Linked DNA regions of Pan troglodytes: regions 1 and 2 are each linked to region 3. The links are chromatin contacts, called in public HiChIP or PLAC-seq maps. All regions are on one chromosome and are shown on one strand. Each heading gives the region's core, a stretch centred on a gene start, on an enhancer-like site or on the middle of the called end of the contact. The rest is flanking DNA. Distances are from core to core; before and after follow the strand shown.

Region 1 (4,410 bases), core at 864-3,363, 310 kb after region 3:
AGACTCAGATTCTTGAGAACAGAGAATGGACCTTATCTGTATCCTTATACTAATAAAGTTCCTAGCATAAATGAAATAACCCAATAAATATGTAACAAATGAAAATAAAACCTAACCTAGTAGGACATAATTAGGAAATAAATATTGAAAAATAGGATTTCGGCCAGGCGTGGTGGCTCATGCCTGTAATCCCAGCACTTTGGGAAGCTGAGGCAGGTGGATCACGAGGTCAGGAGTTCAAAACCAGCCTGGCCAACATAGTGAAATGTCATCTCTACTAAAAATACAAAAATTAACTGGGAATGGTGGCAGGCACCTGTAGTCCCAGCTACTCGGAAGGCTGAGGCAGGAGAATTGCTTGAACCCCGGAGGTGGAGGTTGTAGTGAGCTGAGATGGCACCACTGCACTCCAGCCTGGCAACAGAGTGAGACTCCATCTAAAAAAAAGAAAAGAAAGATTCTTATATGTTTTAATATATAATATGTATTAATAATAAAATTTTCCTCTGAAGGCTACAAATGGAAAGCCAGACACACAATATCTGAGACCAAATAAGCATATCTAGATTCAGCTGGAACTCTCGATTTATGTTGAACTTACATAGGCCATATTTTTTGAGAATGCCCATGAGTGTCATTCTAACTATCTGCATAAAAGTACAGACAGGCCTCAGAGAGCATACATGCCTTTCCCCCAATAACCCTCTCCTATGTTACAATAAAGAACATAAAAAATGTATATCTTTGCTAAATACATGGGACTTGTATAAGTGCCACTTCACATATATTCGGTCAAGGGAAAGATAAAATTCCATACTAATGTGCCCTAGAGTTCTCCTGTTTCACATAATAACAGCATTCGGACTCAACACTGGCCAAGAGTGCCTAGACGAGGAATCTACCAATGATAGCACACACAATAGGATCTTGCTTGTCTTGACAGCACAGAAGAGCATTGGGATATACCTGCTGAACATAATTGGAATTGTAAGAAAAATAATACCTGATGTGAAAGATTTTATGTTCAAACTGGATTCCAGTGTATAACAGAAATAACCTCTGACCTCTCTAACCGTATGACTACTTTTTCTTAACTTTTAGGTTTTAATTTTTCTTTTTTCCCTTGTTTAGGCCAACAGTGCACCCTAGAGAAAATGTGAGTTATTTTCTCTTCTAGCAGTTAAGAAAACAGACTCCAGTGCCAGATGGCCTGACTTCTAATCCTAGCTTTGCTTTTCCTAGTTGTGTGACCTCCAAAGCACCCAAACTCTGTGGCCCAGTTGCCTGTAAAATGAGGACAGAAACTATTTCATGGGATTTTGAAAGAAATTAATCTACAGCAGGTGCCTGGTACATAGTGCCACTTTATCATTATTGTTACACATAAATGAAATTTTTGAAAAACATAAGTTCCAACTAAAAAACCTCAACCATATTCTGGTAATTATTTACTTATTTATCTGTATCCACCTCTAGACTGTACTCTGTGGCTTCCCAACATGTTGTTATGGGATTTACTCATCTTTTATACCCAGAGCTTCACAACGTGCAAAGTGCAGGTATATATGCCAGCCCTGTACAACAGTGGATTCTAAGGTCCTTGCTTACTAAAATCTTAAATACCAGCAGGGGAAAAGCCTGACTCTTGGAATAAATCTGTCCAAACAATGTTCAAAACAAAGTTCACAAACCAATAAAAGAAAAAAAAAAAAAAAAGCAGGTGCAAGACTTTGAAAACATACCATGCTGAATTTCGTGTACATAGTAAGGAAGGACAATATAATGCATTATGAAAATAGGATAGTTTAAGGCAACTGAATATTTACCACAGCCTTTTTTTTTCTTCTTCTTCTTTTTTGAGACAGAGTCTCGCTCTGTAGCTCAGGCTGGAGTGCAGTGGCGCGATCTCGGCTCACTGCTACCTCCGCCTCCCGGGTCCCAGTTCAAGCAGTTCTCCTGCCTCAGTCTCCCGAGGTTTTTTTTTTTTTTTTTTTAATTGTAAAAATAAGCCAGCCCCTTTCTTCCTAGTGAAGTGGGAGAAACGGTTTACACTGTCCGACGAGAAACACTTCCGTTCTTTGGTAACCCTGCTAGGGGGCGCCGCTAGATTCCATCCTATTTCTCCGATGAAAGTATCAGGTACCTCACCCCTACGTTTAGATTTGATGGTAGTTCCCTTAAAAATGAATGACGAATAACCTACCCCATCCTTTTCTCACAGTAGCAACCAAATTCCAGCCAAGGGCAAAAAAAAAATTTCTTTTTAATGTAGCTTAGTGTTTGGAACTTGATGTTGTGTAGTCAGACAAACCTGTATTCGGCCTCCGCTGGATCAGTCACTAGCTGTGTAATTTTACAGAACTCTCATCACCTGCAAATCTGGGGGAAATGCAGGCGCGCACAGAGAGCGTTTTGGGCAAAGACGGCCTTTAAGCTTTTCTTCACTAAGCATGCCGCTCGCTAGCGGAACAGCAGCCAGCTCTGGACGGGACCTTGCACAGTTACGATGACATCACTTCCGGGCGCCAGGTTCGGGCTTTCTCCTGCAGCAATAAGGGCAGTCGACAGTCTTTAGTAGGGAAAGGAGACAAGTGCTAGCTACTGCCGCCCAAGAGGAAGGTGGGTGAAATTGCTCACTCTTCACCCCACTGAGGCTTTTGCGCACCTGGAAAAGCGGTTCCAGTTTGCGCCCGTCGCAGCCCTACAGCCGACAGGAGACCAGCGCTACCCAAGTCACGTGGGTTCACCCTGCAGCTTTCTTGGCCCGAAAGGGTAGTGCTTCGTACAATCCTCCTTGTCCAGATTTTGTTAATGCAAATCTAATTCCTCTAGGTTGTGTCTGTCTGGGCTGCACTGCCTGCAACTGCCTTCTGCAAATAGGTCGCTCATCTCTAATCCCTGGGATGCCGTGTCCCTTTAGTGTGGTGGAGAAAGGCCCTGCTTTAACACCCAGAAAGTTTTAGAACGGATGATCTGGGGGCATAAAATTAGGTGCTTCGCAGTGTGAAAATACTAGTGTGCTTTAGTGATGGGCTGCTATTATTTTGGGGGAAAAGGATTTGGGAAGATCCTTGTTATGACAAAACCTGTAGCAAAAAGTGGAGATTTAATTCCAAAGATTGTAATTAAGGATAAAATAGGTGTTAGGTTGCAGTTGGCGTGTGTGTGTTTATGTTAACTCTTGTTTTTGAACCAAATGATCCAGTTTTATTTTGAAAGATGTTTTTAGGAGATGGAATACATTAACAGTATTTTTATGTGTTCCATCTGCCTTTGTTGTTTGATTCTTTTTAGAAAATCCACATTTTGTCTTAATTTTAGCTGTCAAAAAATAAATAGCACTTTTCAGAGGACTCTATCAATTATTGTACTTTATATTAGCTGTCTTAATAATAAGTCTTTTGGTAGGAACAGCATGCAAGTAATAATACTAAAAAATTTTATATCTGACCCCTGTTTTCCCCCTTGGAGAACATTATATTCATTCATAATATTATTTATATTCCCATGTTGCTATAGCCTTTACAAACTTTTGGTGACTTTTACAAACTTTCCTGTAATTCTGTAAAACTATATATTGAAAAATAAGCTGGCTAATGTCAGTTGCAAATAATAAGTTGTTTCTGTAATTCTTTTTCAGGAATTATCTATAGAGTAAGTATGCTAATCTTGACTAAGACTGCAGGAGTTTTTTTTAAACCATCAAAAAGGAAAGTTTATGAATTTTTAAGAAGTTTTAATTTTCATCCTGGAACACTATTTCTTCATAAAATAGTATTGGGAATTGAAACCAGTTGTGATGATACAGCAGCTGCTGTGGTGGATGAAACTGGAAATGTGTTGGGAGAAGCAATACATTCCCAAACTGAAGTTCATTTAAGGTAAGTAGACATTATCTTAGTCATTTCCACTTTTTTGGAAAAAGTAAAATCATTCTTTTGTATTTGTCATATATAAAAGTTTTCAGGAGCTACTGTCTTATTCCTTTTTGCAAACACTTTTAATAACTGCTATAGAAAACCTCAAACACTTCCTCCTGGCTTTTAAGGGTCTTCACAATAAGGTCCCAACCTTAACTAATCCTGTTGCCAAAAGAAACTGAGCTCATTCCCAGCTTCCGTATTTATTGATTTTCCTTCAGTAATGCATTCCTTCTTTTCTCCACTTCTATGTTTCATGGTCTCAGCTGAAGTCCTAGGAAAACTGTTAGTCATTGAAAAAAAAAAATCCTATTCATATGTATACATATAACTTGTATTAGTACTTAAATAAATAATAATACACTATTGTATTAAAGCATAGAATGGTGCAAGGATTATAAACTGTGATGTTTGTAGAGGACTACCAGGCAGGTTACCTAAATAAATGGACAAGATAAAAAGTGAAAAATGTCTGGAGGAGGTCACTACT
Region 2 (4,479 bases), core at 1,547-4,046, 410 kb after region 3:
ATTATAGCTCCAAGATACCAAAATACAACTAGTATCATTTGTTGCAAAGGCAATGTGAATGGCATATGATAGAAAAAAGACATCTTCAGCTATGAGATCTATCCATTTAAAAAAAGAATCTAGACACTTGCAATTTTAAAAGATGCTGAAATACTATACATTTTATTAAAGTATGATTAAATCTTATATATACTTCTTATAACTTTAATATATAGTTAACATAAATAAACCTCCCACATATTATTCAGAATTCCTATAATAACTCACCCTATTCTTCTTAAGGTTAGAAAGTTCATCCACCACAATTTTTTGTTCTTTAATCTATTGAAATAAAGAAAAACTCCTTAAGTCAGATGTTTTCAAAGTATGCTCAATGAAAATCCCTTAAGGGGTTGTTTTAAAATTAGAGATGGGATAAGGGGCTATGATGTACTGGTTTTCCAAACGGGCAGTTCGTGAATATACGGATCATTTTCAACAGGAGTCTGTGTGGGGGTAGAGTTCGGGAAAAGCTGGAGGAGAAAAAACAGTGATTAGACTTGCAAAATGTTAGGTAACCCATTAAGACCAGACAGGGATTTTCGTGTTCATAACCAGCAATCATGCCAAGGACTACAGTTACTAAACAAGGTTTATACCTTTTGTTAAAAATATATGATATACACCAGGCCGGGTGCGGTGGCTCATGCCTGTAATCCCAGCACTTCGGGAGGCCAAGGCGGGCGGATCACCTGAAGTCGGGAGTTCGAGACCAGCCTGACCAACATGCAGACACCCCATCTCTACTAAAAATACAAAATTAGCCAAGCGTAGTGGCACATGCCTGTAATCCCAGCTATTCGGGAGGCTGAGGCAGGAGAACTGCTTGAACCCGGGAGGCGGAGGCTGCAGTGAGCCAAGATTGCACCACTGCACTCTAGCCTGGGCAACAAGAGTGAAACTCCGTCTCAAAAAAAAAAATAAATAAATAATTTAAAAAATATATATATGATATACACCAAAAGGAATTAAGTTGTGATTTAGATTGAAAATTAAGTTGTGATTTAGATTTAAAAAAAAGCAAATTGAATGAGGGGTGGGTTACTTTTTTCAATATTTTCATGATTTTATGTACTAAGTGCTGCAGTCAAACATTCGAATCAAGCAATGCCCTATTTGGGGACAGTAAGACCTATCATGTTCCATCTTTGTATTTTTCCCTCTTTTTATCTCAATGACTAGCATAGAGCTGGCACTGTTGAACTGGGCTTTTTTTTTTTTTTTTTTTGAAACAGGGTCTTGCTCTGTTACCCAGGCTGGAGTGCAGTGGTGCGATCACGGCTCACTGCAGCTTTGATCTTCCCGGGCTCAGGCGATTCTCACACCTTAGCCTCCGAGTAGCTGGGACTACAGGCCTGGGCCACCATGCTGGCCTGGGCTTCATTTATTTGTAGGGGAGGGCTCAACTAAGTGAAAACTAAGTTTCTTTTTAACTCTATTTATTTTGTGAACATGACTGATTACATAGTATCACAAGAGCCTCTAAAAGCAGCTTTTATCATATTTATGCTACCTCACACACACCTCAGGGATCTGTAACCACCAGTATGCGTAAGTGGCTTGCTATGGTGGTAATCAGAATGGGCTGTGTGTCTTTTGAAAATTCACCCCCAATCCCCATGAGTGTGCACCTTTCTGTCTCCCCCGTTGGCAGAGCTGTAGTAATGAGGTTGAATTCCAAGGCCAAATTTGTAAACATTCTTTGAGACTTAACATTTATACAGGGCTTTCCCATTTTAGGAATGACAGGTGTACATTTCACTTTACTTCAAAGAAGGTAACTGATACAGAAAGATTAAAGAGACTTGCCCAAGATGTCATTGTAAGTTTGGGACAGAACCAAAGTAGAATCTAGGACATGTAATACCTGAAGGGCTATAACCCTCCCCACCCCCATTTATCTTTAAAGGTTGTTTGTTTATGGCAGTTAAGGCTTATATTATATTGGCTTCCTCTCTCCCCCAGTTTGGTATGAGTGACAACCCAATGCGTGTTTTAGGACCATTGCTCTGGTTAACGGAGAAGCAGCAGCTAACAGGTGGATGAGGAGAGACCGCTTAGGAAGGCCTTGCCGGGGGCAGGGGTCCCGATAGCAGATGACAGTGGCTTATTTGGGGTGGTAAGAGTGTTCACGGTGATAAAGGGACATATTTGAAATGAGCTTCAAAGGTAGAACTGATAGGCTTCCATGATGGGGGTGAAGGATGGACCCCGGGTTGCTGGCATGGTTAACTGGATGGAGAATATCTTTGATGGAACAGATTTGGGGTGGGCGGTATTTCCAAAAGTTTAAAAAGACTAGGGAGGAAAACACCCAACCAAAACTCCGCCCCACTGCCACCTGGGTCGTCTCGGGACAAATTTCAAGATCTCCCTTTTCGCAACTGTTTTCGGAAAATAAAAGGACTAACTGTGGCTGTCAAGTGCTATGAATAAAAAGAGCAAAGTAGCAGGGCAAAGCCGAGGCCCCACGCTGCCCGCTGCGGACCACCTTCAGGGTCCAGTGGCGCCCGGTCCCGAGTCCAGGAGCCTTTTCGTCGCGTCTCACACTCACCTTGCTGCTTAGATCCTCCTTGTGTGGGGTCGAATTGTCGGTGGGGATCAGCACAGAGCTGTCCTCTGGTCGCGTCCCTCGGCTGGGCATTTCCACCGAGCGCAAGACACGCGGGATGGCTCAGCCCTGAAGGAGCCTACGGCATTAGCCACAGCGCATGCGCGCTTCCAGCCGCGCTCACCCTTTCTTTTCCCGCGAGTCTTACCAATAGCGTCTGCGCGCTCACTTGAACGCATGCGCAGGCCGGGTCTGGCCTGGGGAGGAGTTTCGCGCCTGCGCATGGCTGCTTAGGGAGCGAGTAAACAGTCTGGTTGCAAAATCTGAGGTTCCTGTACTGGCCTCTTGTGGTTGAGATGCAGAAACGCTCAGGTGGTTTCTTCATGACCTCTTATCTAGTATACTACGAGTTCTGTGCGCCCTCCAGTGGTAAATATGAAGAATAGTCGTGCAATAGAAACAGCGCTTAATATGATATTTATTATCTAGGGAAAGATGAAGCTAAGGAACAGATTTAAGAGATACCGTGTTGGCAAAAGAACTGTACAGACTTGGTAAAGTTTTGGTTAACTCGTGGTTAGGGTTGCCGGATAAAATACAGTATGAACTTCAGATGAATTAATAGTTTTTTAGTGCATCTATGTCCCGTGCAATATTTGCAATATCTCATTTCTGTGGAAAAAATGACTAAAACTTGGAAATAGGCAAAAGAGATTTATTTACTGGATGCTCTTTCAGTGCTGCTCTGGACTTGACTTTATTATATTGACTGGGCTGTTTTACAATTCTGTAGGGGCAAAGGTTAACTTTGGTAGAGATTTTGGTTTGGTAGAGATGCAAATAATTTTTTGTTGTACCAGATACCAACACAGGTTATGATTTATTGTTCTGCAACACATTAGTCAGTTTTGTATCTAACCCTGCATTCTTTCCTAACATTTCTTTATTAATATATGCCTAGCTTCTCTAATATTCTGTATTGGTTTTAAAGTCATCGGTTCCCTCACTAACCAATGAGTTGAATAAAAGTTTGACATGTATATATTTTATGTTCACATTAGAGACATGATTTTAGGTTTTTGAGAATTATACTGTATTATTGGAAATCTTAAGTTTCCACAGAGATGCCCAACTGGATTTATGTGATGAATCAAACTGTCTGGCGAAAGAAATGTATACATCATGGGTTGTTTAAGGCCAGGCATGTTTTTTATTTGCTCTTACAGAAATCCCAAGTGGTTATATATTTTTCCTTTATAATTGATTTTTAAAGATTGTGTTTTCATTTCTGATTTGTACATTCCTGATAAGTTATTCAGGTATAACTTATACATTACTGATACATTGATAGCAGCAATGATTGGGAGTTTGGTTTTGTGGTCTAAGCATTTGGTGGTATCTGTTGGATGATGGACGTCTAGTCTCATTGGTAGAGAGGTAGATAGGTGCAGTGGCTCAAACCTGTAATCGCAACCACTCGGGGCTGAGGTGGGAGGATTACTTGAGGCCAGGGGTTCAAATAAATAAATAAGAGAGGTGATAGAGAAGCGAGTTTGTAAGTCTTTTTGTTTATTGTTTGTGAGCTCAAATTAATTACTTTTGTGTCCACTGAGAGGGAAGGAGGACAGCTATTTGAGATGTGGGCTAGTAAGGTTTTGTTTGTTTGTTTTAACATAAAGGCCGCTCAAGCAGAAGAACTGGTGAATTTTTGTGGTTTTGTGTTTACTTTTGACCTGAGATTGAAGTTGTAAGACAGAAGCAATAACCTCTCTATGTGTCTGTGTGTCTATAACTTAGAACAGGCTTTATGTCTCCCTTTGTGAATATAAAATATTTCCCTACTTCTGGAGTGTATTAATAAATCCCACTATAGTATCTCTAATTAAAGG
Region 3 (4,167 bases), core at 714-3,213:
ATGAGGAAGCTAAAGTTTAGGGAAGTTAAGTATCTCATCCATTATCACATAGTTAGAAGTGGCAAAGTTGAGATTTGAACTCAGGTCTATCTGACTCCAGAGCCTGAGTTCTCAATTCAACTGCTATGCAATTCTAAGCATGTTTAAAAAAAAGTTTGACTTACTTGGAACTGTATAGATGCATGTGTTACAATGATCATAACATTTCAAAGATTTACACATTGAAAAATGAATTTACCAAACAAATAAAACCTTAGAAGCCAGATCTAATATTGTCCCATAACAAAGAGTATCTGAAATCCTCAGGGCATCTGGTTTGTGTCTGGTTTTCCTTAATCTTTAATGATGAGCAAATCCAATGCATTATGTAAGGCCATTTTTTTCTCAAGAGATGTAGATACCTCTTAAGAATTTGATGAAAATGCATTAACTTTTCAGGCTACTGAGTTGCATTTTAGTGCACCGAGGCAGTAAATTAGTGTACAGTGTGCAAAAATGGTAGTGACTTTAAAAATAAATATTTGATATGAGCCACTGTATTCTCTTGGAAAAAAAAAGTAATGGACTAAATCTCTTAGGAATCCTTAGCTTCCCAAAAAGGAGTAGGAAAAAGAAATCTCCTTTGGCCTGGAAATATCTTCTGTTTCTTGCTGGCTATGTTTGCTTAGCTCTTTAATAGTTCATTTGACTAGATCTTGTGGCTCCCAAAGCTAAGGTTGAACGTTTGATCCCTACAGAGGCCACTTAAATTTAGAGAACAAAAAGCTCTATTCTCTGCTCCCAGACTTTACCCCAAATCCCTGCCAGGTGTCTGCCCTCTGGTCAAAATGAGAAATTGGCAAAGGGGTGCAAACATATTGCAGTATTGGGAAACAACAAAAGGTCACCCCTTTATCATGATGCTCTTTCTCTTTTATGTGCTCATAATATTCTGATATAATTTATAGAGAATAGATACTGCACTTTTTACTCTCTGGATATTTACTGCTGGAAATCTGAGGCAAACTGTAATAAGCTCTGCCATGCCAGTTATAAAATTCATTATCTATGTTCAGAGATTTTTCTACTAGCTGACATTACCCTCTTGGTAATAAACAATGAAAAACACATCTTCTGAGTTATGTTAATCTGCATCTTTAGAATAGGAAATAATAGCACTCAGTCAAAAGTTCAGTATAATTTTCATATTAATAAAAGACATTAAACTATGTAAAAATAATTCCATGCACAATATATTATAATAACAATGACTTCCAATATTTACTAAGAATTTAGTCAGAAAACAAGTTTCTCAAATTACAGATGAAAATTCTCAACTAGTATCATCATCTTAACTTTTAATTCAGGTCTTCCTAATTTTTATTTTCCTAATTACTTGGCACTAAAAATAATTTAATACAACAAATAAAAATATTTTCTACTTCAAATACTTGCCTAAACAATATAAAATCATTTTAGTTTTTGAGGAAGTAATATTTCATATTTTAAATATGTAGTATAAATTAAAATTGACTTATTTAAATTACAATAAGAGTTGTGTGAGGATTAGTAAGATTTAAGTACAGTTTATATTATTGCCAACATAGACTTTTGTTTTTCAAATGTCACAAATAACTTTTATTATTTGTAGATTTATTTCTTTTATGAAGTAGTCAAATGAATCAGCTCACCCTTGACTGTAACAAAATACTGCTTGGTGACTTGTGACAGACAGGGTTTTAACCTCTGACAGCGAGATTCATTGTGGAGCAAGAGCCAATCATAGATCCTGACGACACTTGTCTCATCTAAGTTGGAATATAAAAAGCCACTTGGAATACAGTATAAAAGATTCACTGGTGTGGCAAGTTGTCTCTCAGACTGTACATGCATTAAAATTTTGCTTGGCATTACTCAAAAGCAAAAGAAAAGTAAAAGGAAGAAACAAGAACAAGAAAAAAAGATTATATTGATTTTAAAATCATGCAAAAACTGCAACTCTGTGTTTATATTTACCTGTTTATGCTGATTGTTGCTGGTCCAGTGGATCTAAATGAGAACAGTGAGCAAAAAGAAAATGTGGAAAAAGAGGGGCTGTGTAATGCATGTACTTGGAGACAAAACACTAAATCTTCAAGAATAGAAGCCATTAAGATACAAATCCTCAGTAAACTTCGTCTGGAAACAGCTCCTAACATCAGCAAAGATGCTATAAGACAACTTTTACCCAAAGCTCCTCCACTCCGGGAACTGATTGATCAGTATGATGTCCAGAGGGATGACAGCAGCGATGGCTCTTTGGAAGATGACGATTATCACGCTACAACGGAAACAATCATTACCATGCCTACAGAGTGTAAGTAGTCCTATTAGTGTATATCAACAGTTCTGCTGACTGTTGTTCTAGTGTTTATGAGAAACAGATCTATTTTCAGGCTCTTTTAACAAGCTGTTGGCCTGTATGTAAGTAGAAAGGAAAAGAGTTTCTCTTTTTCAAGATTGCATGAGAATATATTAATGAGACAAAAATCTGCTGCATTATTTGTTTTCTTATAGAGACAAAAAACTGAAAAATAAAATACTTGCATAGCATTAATTTAATAAGGCAAATATAGATAGCATGCTTATGCTTTCACAATAATACCACCAAGGCAAGGACTGGGAGACACTACAAGCAGTGTTTAAAACTTACATTAGATTTTAGAATTGTATTTAGTTGTGTAAAATAAGTTTTTTTCACTAATAACAGAAAAAAAAAGAAACTTGCTGGATGTTTAAACTTACTTGAGCACTGCTGAAAACCTAAAGTGATTTCTGTTGTTTGAAACTCTCTCAGAAATTTTTTTGTTCTTCACAGTTAAAAATTTAATTTTGAGAGCTATTACACTGAAGAATATGCAAAAATTAAATATCTTAATGTGTTAGTAAGAACAATAATGAAGTAAACATAGCATAATAATCATCATGAACTAAATATTAGAAAATGCCTAAGAAATAAACATTTTAATTGGGTAGGTTATGGCTCACAAAGTCCTCCTTGTACCTTGACCATAGTACTATTGTTGAGAGTACCCAGTTTGTGTACTTCCAAGCAGGCACAGTGCTTAATAACCTTCTAAAATATTTTATTCTTCCTGAGAGGGAGGGCTTTTACCTGGGGTATCTACACTGCTTCTGACAGGTAACATATTTCATACAATTCCTTTTGCAGTCAGCTCAAAAGAATCCTTTCTCCAGGAAAGAGAAACAGGCACCTTGACAGAGAAGGCATGGCAAGAAAAATTTTGTGTTACCTGTTATCTTGCTTTAATACAATGCTTTATATACTTTAAACAAGACTCCAAACAGTTTTAAAATATTATTTCCCTTATTAAGTAATCAGGTTACAATGCAGCAAAGAATTTCCATTTAAGACTCTGCTATCAAATAGGTCTGGAGCAGATTTACCTTTTATAGACAATTTTGGAAAACCAAAATAAAAGAAATTGTTAGTGCTTGTGCTTACATGACAGCCTGGCCCTAAAGACAATACTTTTGAACTTTTGAGATAGCCTGAATATAACATCAAAATTTTTGTGTTAATTATCTGCTTAGTTTTGCTCCTTTAAAAGGCTATTCCAAAGCCAAAATGTAACAGATGTACTGTGTTTTCTACTAATTCCCGAGGCTCAGTAAGTTGCTCAGTGTGTCTTGTCCCCAGGTAATTCAGGCCTGGGGGAAGGGTTCCTTCTACCAGACTGATTGGTACAGCTGCTCAGTAAGTGTAACTACTCAGATTCCCAAAGAATTCTAAGTGGTTGTTCCTCCACAGTGTCTCTTGTTCTCTCTAATCATCATCATTTTAAAATTTCATTCAGTGTTCATTACTTCATAGAACCTTCCTTTGTCCATAGTTCTCTGGAAGGGGAATAGATTCCTGATGAACAGCTGAAAATACATACGTCTGAAAAATTCTGAAAAGCTAGGGTAATTATTTTCTTTGACATTTTTTTGAGTTATAAAGTTCCACACAGTATTTCATTTTAAAAGACTGCATAGGCATACATTATCTTAATTTTAAAAAATGCTCAACTATTAATATGGAGGGGTTTTGTTAATGGGAAATAATTTCAGCAACTTTTCTTTTCTTATTCATTTATAGCTGATTTTCTAATGCAAGTGGATGGAAAACCCAAATGTTGCTTCTTT

The links. HiChIP or PLAC-seq counts read pairs in DNA pulled down with a chosen protein or histone mark.
Region 1: a contact with region 3 is called in an H3K4me3 HiChIP or PLAC-seq map of stem cell-derived excitatory neurons, with 4 times the contacts expected there. The contact joins the promoter of OSGEPL1 here to the promoter of MSTN in region 3. A contact is called at or near these places in 1 of 7 Hi-C or Micro-C datasets (blood) and 1 of 1 datasets of contacts at active chromatin or transcription factors (stem cell-derived excitatory neurons).
Region 2: a contact with region 3 is called in an H3K4me3 HiChIP or PLAC-seq map of stem cell-derived excitatory neurons, with 6 times the contacts expected there. The contact joins the promoter of ASDURF here to the promoter of MSTN in region 3. A contact is called at or near these places in 1 of 7 Hi-C or Micro-C datasets (stem cell-derived neural progenitor cells) and 1 of 1 datasets of contacts at active chromatin or transcription factors (stem cell-derived excitatory neurons).

Annotation. Positions count from the first base shown.
Region 1 is chr13:91,825,958-91,830,367 of NHGRI_mPanTro3-v2.0_pri, reverse strand. OSGEPL1 (O-sialoglycoprotein endopeptidase like 1) reads left to right here and starts at 2,113. Exons shown (of 9, transcript XM_063791363.1): 1 at 2,113-2,619; 2 at 3,641-3,881. The coding sequence starts at 3,661. It overlaps LOC129143426 (a long non-coding RNA gene), which reads right to left and starts at 2,394. Exons shown (of 2, transcript XR_008546847.1): 1 at 2,312-2,394; 2 at 1-437.
Region 2 is chr13:91,724,968-91,729,446 of NHGRI_mPanTro3-v2.0_pri, reverse strand. ASDURF (ASNSD1 upstream open reading frame) reads right to left here and starts at 2,796. Exons shown (of 6, transcript XM_024354974.3): 1 at 2,594-2,796; 2 at 268-321. The coding sequence starts at 2,683.
Region 3 is chr13:92,132,693-92,136,859 of NHGRI_mPanTro3-v2.0_pri, reverse strand. It overlaps MSTN (myostatin), which reads left to right and starts at 1,963. Exons shown (of 3, transcript NM_001079919.1): 1 at 1,963-2,335; 2 at 4,121-4,167. The coding sequence starts at 1,963. All of the region lies in intron 2 of C2BH2orf88 (chromosome 2B C2orf88 homolog), which reads right to left.